Regions from separate parts of the Oryzias latipes genome. Here region 2 is linked to region 1. A link is a contact called in public Hi-C data. All regions are on one chromosome and are shown on one strand. The core of a region is the stretch at or near the end of the contact, and the rest is flanking DNA. Distances in the headings are between cores, read along the strand shown.

Region 1 (2,700 bases), core at 21-2,520:
ACCCCACTCTCAACGTTAATCTAGACCCACTAGACAGTGCTCTGAACCTTTTTTCTTCAATGATTTGTGATTTTCACTGGTGTCCATGGATTACATGAAATCTTTCCCCCTTTATCCACCTTTGTCCTGGTAGGAATAACATGTCAATGTAAGGGTGGGGTCATCTGGACCCCACAAGTTAGCACAACGGTTAAGGGTCCAGTCTTCTGCTATTATTGCATTTCTTTTTTCAACTTTTCTTTTTGTGCACATTTAAATTAAATTCAATTGCATCTATTAGTGGATTTTAAAGATGTATTTTTCACGTTTAGTTACAACGCAGGTCTGCAAAATTCCAGCACATAATGTCGTAGGTGACTTTGAAAAGGCTTTGTTGCATTTTTGTTAAAACCTGTAACGCAGGCAAAAAAAAAAAGACAAAACACACAAAAAAAAGCATTTGCTTTGGGTGCCATGTCCCACCAATCACTCTCTCCTTCTAAAGGGGGCTGCAATGGCACCTGAGGGGGAATCTCATGGCCGTCATCCCAGAAAGCCTGCCACGCTGATGCTTGCTTACCATCTGCTCCCCATATGAGCAGAAACAGGCAATTGTCTGGGAGGAGGCACCTCCATCATGCTGTCATTGAACTAATATACTTCAACATGTTTTTCAGGAGGGGGGGGGGCAACCTTTTGGTGGTGTTGGAAGCCCCCCGTTTGTGCTTGAGACGAGCAGCTCCGGCCTGGACGCCTGTACACAAATGATTTTTTTTGGGGGGGGGATCCAGTGTCAACAAGAGCCAACATTATTTTATGGCGTAGAGATAAAAAAAAGAGTAGCAGGATGGGACAGAAAAAAAAAGGTCCTTCAGGGGGAAACATAGTGTAAATGAAGTTCCAGGAATGACACAGGCGAGCAATGAGGCGTGGATGGCAAATATACGCCGCACATCATCGGATAGAGATGCCAGTGGAAATGGCTTCATTGAAGTGTCAGCCCTCATCCATCAATCAATCATCCGCGAGAAAACAATAAGGGCTGCGGCGGACGGGGCCGCCTTCGCGGGGCTTGCTCATGGGTATCGGAAACAGCACTTAAGTGCAGCCCTGATGCTGGGAGGGAAGGAGGAGGAGGGGGGGGGGTTACAGGCGCACGTGCAGGTAGGGGAGCGGGACTAGGCACGCGGCGCCCCCAGTGGCGGATGTAGCGCGGGCTTCACCTCCGCCGCCGACGCCTCATCGCACGTGCCTTTTGTTCATCCGCGCTGTCCGCTCCTTCTTCCGGATCGCCTCAGAACAAAGACCAGCCTTTGGTCCAATCACGTCACGGAACAAGCCCGCGTGCGTGTACAAGAAAGCAAAAAAATAAAAAATAAAAAAATAAAAGCTCAAAGAAATCACAGCAAAGAGGAACAGCGGAGAGAATCTGCGGCGTGTTCTCCGGATCCTTGTTGAATAGATTGTTGTGTTGTTCATCTTCACTGCAGTGTCATTTTCTTAAGTGTTTGTCTTGTTTTTGTGTGTCTGAGCGGCTGTTGTTTATAGAAAGTCTCCCTTTTTTCAGTGTTTGGTGAAATACATTTGTGTTTTTTTAGCTGTTTTCTAAAAATATCAGCTGGGTGGTTACAATATATATATAATAAAATATCCAAAGTTGTACCTGATGTTGTTTCTGAACTAAAATGTTTTCTTCTTTGCTGTTTCCGTGTTTTCAGTTTAGTCCAAGTAAGAGTTCTGTTTTATTTTGAAAGCGACAGAATCTGAGAGATGGAAAAACTTTTTATTTATTTATTCCAACTTCCATGCAAACATTTTTTAATTTGTAAAATAAATCCGTTTGTAAAATCATGCTTATTTTCAAGAGAACTAGTCATAAATCATTATTTTTTTAACAGATGGTTGACTTTTATTTTGTAAAAATCTTCCTGAAATGTGTTTGTTTTGAGACTCAAAAAGGTTCTGCTAATTATGATGGGGAAAAATTTTCAACAAATGAACTTTTGATTTGATTTTCTTACCAGAATGTCAATTAAGTCTCTAAATAAAATAATTTTGCCCCCCTTTTTTAAAACAAACATTTCTTTATGTTTGGTCCAGTTTTTCCTAAGAGGGTAATATTAAACTCCCAGTTTTACATCATTGTGTACGGTGTAATCTTTACGGTGTTCTTTTGCAATATTTTGTTAAAGCGTTTATTTTGCTTAAATTGTTGTCATTTTCAGCTCTTTGGGTCTGTTTACAGACCCCACTGGTTTCATGGAACAGTTTACAACTTTATTTTGAAAGTCTTGCTCAAAAACTTTTTTAGTATGCAATAATCATGCTGGAAATCTCACCAAAATAAGTAATGTATAACTTTTCTATTAAAAATGTATATATTTTCGATTGTATGTTTTTATGAAAAAGTTTTGGGGTTTTTTTCAGGTGTCTTTAGATTTTTTTAGAACTAAATTTAAATTTTGACATTTTATTTTAACCAATAATATAAAACAAAATCCTGGCTGTGAAAATGTAATTTTCTACTAATCATAGAAATTACATGAAGATAGAATCTTGAGTTTTTTAACTACAGAAATGTGATGTTTTGGGTCTTTTTAGGACCAAATAACCTTAACTGTATATAAATCTTTGGGGATTATGAACATCAGACATCCCTAAATGTTATGAAATAAACAGAAGTATTGTGTTTTACAGTTCTGTTTAAGTCTTTTTTTTTAA
Region 2 (2,700 bases), core at 134-2,633, 120 kb before region 1:
CAGGTTTGTCGTCACTTCACCTGACCACATCTAGAGAAGTTTTTATTCATTCATTTGCTCGAGGGTCCTCAAGTTCCTCAAGATTTTTTAGTTAAAGCTGTTTGGCTAAAGAGTGAAAACGCTGAAAATGCTAAAATCTCTCAAATTTCTTTAGGTGAGAAAAGTTGTGGTCTTTAGGGTGAAATGTTCACAGATGGATCACGAATAAACCACATTAAACCCACAGAAGAAGTAGGAATTAACGCCACAAAGAACACATAAATCAATGTAACAGCCAAATCTGACCCAAACCCAATGCGTAATTTTAACCTGATTTGTGCGCCATGTAAAAGTTATACATCGGTGGTAAATGCGTGAAAAGTCTGTAAGACATACGTGGAACGGTTGTGGAAAGCCACCAAACTGAAAATCACGCACAATTGCACAAGATTTCTGTTCAGTTGTGTATAAACTACGTAAAATACACACAGATAATTCTCAAGTTGAACAGCTTCAGACAGAATTCACGTAAAAACCCGAAACCCTTAACAGACATCTGCGCACATCAACCAATGACTAAAGCAAGAAACACGTATGAATTGCGTGTATCACGCATGTATCATGAACGACGAAAATGTCATACGTAGCAAATGCATAAAATGTCTGTAACCCTTGTGCTATCCTAGGCACTTTAACATTGGGAGTTTGGTCATCTAGACCCACTAGACAGTGCTCTGAACCTTTTTTCTTCAATGATTTGGAATCTTCACTGGTGTCCATGGATTACATGAAATCTTTCCACCTTTATTCACCTTTGTCATGGTAGGGAGAACACGTCAATGTAAGGGTGGGGTCATCTAAGATAGCACAAGGGTTAAATGAATTCCAATCATTTGGATGCTTGATGCCGTACATAGGACGGCGCTACTTTTGTTTCCATAGAGTTTAGAATTCAGAATACTTATGATCAATGTAAAATGTGTGGGCTGAGTGACACGGCCTAAAGATGCTTCAGAATTGAGGCTGCACTGAAAAGGAATGAAAAAGCTGAAAAATGTCCTAAGAAAAACATTCAAATCCTAACAGTCTGGAAAAAAGCAAATGTTTTGGGTTGTGTCAATCTTTTTTTTCATTTGTAGAGTTTGTGATGTTTAACGTCATCGCTAAATGATTAAATGTAGCAACAACAACAACAACAAAAAAAACACATTTCTGGACAAGAATATTCCTCCTAAGAGTTGCATTGAAATGTTTGCATCACACTATGGAGGAAATGTGACATTTTTGGAGTCAAAAAAGAAGATTTTTCTCTGCATTCCTGCTTTCTTTATATCTGTTGGCGGGAGAAAAAAAAGTTCCTGAAAGGAACAAAGCGGAAGTTGTTGAAGAAAACCACGCAAGGCTGCGTGAGCAGCGAGTGACAGAGAGCAGCTGCTGCAGTCTGGCTCCTTTTCTCTGGCCTCTGTTCCTTTAATAAACTCCTGCTTATCTAGTGTAACAAATGTCTCGCTACCATCATCAAGTCCAGCCGAGGAGGGAGGAGTTTTTAATGTTCAGTTTGTTCTCCGGATCGATGTCTGCTGGCATCGCCTCTCCTCCTTCCCTCCCGCGCCGTGCGTAATATCACCGCAACGCTCGCCTTTTTACGCGCATTTCCACTCCCGCACGCGGACACGACTGAGTGACGCGCGGCGATCAAACGTTACGCGGCGCTGATGGACGAAAACAGACGGTGAGGAGGGACGAGTGGCGCCCCGGAGCAGCAGGAGGAGCAGCGAGAGGAGGAGGAGGAAGAAGAAGAAGGAGGAGGTGAAGGAACGATCCAACATCCTGCCCGCCGCTCTCCAACCTTTCCTTGTTGGATTTTCTTGACAGAAGAAGTCGGAAGAGGCGAGAAGAAAGACTCACACTCTCTCTGTTTGCGCGCGCGCCGGGGTGCATGTGCGCGCGCGCCTCTGTGTGTGTGTGTTCATGGACTATCTCCCCGCGCCTTTCACCTGGACTCCGCGCTGATCTGCGACTCCTGAGCGGAGGAGGAGGAGGAGGAGGAGGAGGAGGAAGGAGACGGAGAAATGCCGCGGAGGAAGCAGCAGGCGCCCAGGCGGGCTGCGGGTAAGAACCTGACCCAAACCTATCTGTCTGTCTCCGCCAGAAAAAAGAATCCAATCAGTGCTTTATGTCTTTATTTCTGGGATGATCTGTAAAATTGACATTTTATTTTGAAAAGACAGAAAAAAGTTAAGTTTGAAAAGGAGGAGTTGAAGCTCCCCAGCTGCACTTTTAGAAACAAACAACAACAACAAAAACCAAAATAGTTTCTAAAAAAGGAAATGATGTAAAAAAAAAAAAATACATATATATATACACACACACAATCTGGTTGTGTAGTTTTCCCTGAATGAACCTGTGAGGAGTGGATCCCTCCAATCCCTGATCCGAAAGTTTCTTTAGGAAAAAAGCAAAGTGTTGGTTTGGAGAAGGATGTGCTGCTGCTGCTGCTGGAGGAGCCGATGAACTCTGCATGAACTCTTCATAATCTTATGGACAAATGGAGACAGGGTCACACACACACACATAAAGAAACACACACAGGTTTGTACTTCTCCTGTGCACAGCTGCAGGTCTGCGGGCCCTCCGCTTGTGTTTGGAAAGATGATCTCTGCTCTCCGAGGAGGCCCCGGCTGTGGCGCTCCAAGTGTCTTCTGACTTAACCCCATTGTT

The links. Hi-C and Micro-C count contacts between places; a contact is called where the count stands out from the background.
Region 2: a Hi-C map of embryo shows a contact between it and region 1, with 2.3 times the contacts expected there. The contact joins the promoter of tshz2 here to the enhancer-like site in region 1. A contact is called at or near these places in 2 of 5 Hi-C or Micro-C datasets (both in embryo).

What each region holds. Positions count from the first base shown.
Region 1 is chr7:24,738,876-24,741,575 of ASM223467v1, reverse strand. No RefSeq gene overlaps it. Among protein-coding and RNA genes, the nearest start is that of znf217, 14 kb to the right of the region's middle. Within about 2 kb of position 1,270, at least 6 of the 8 cell types and tissues checked have an H3K27ac peak or open chromatin away from gene starts, as enhancers often do. A contact at or near this core is called in embryo, where this site is marked.
Region 2 is chr7:24,857,843-24,860,542 of ASM223467v1, reverse strand. It overlaps tshz2 (teashirt homolog 2), which reads left to right and starts at 1,383. Exons shown (of 2, transcript XM_004070997.4): 1 at 1,383-2,091. The coding sequence starts at 2,052.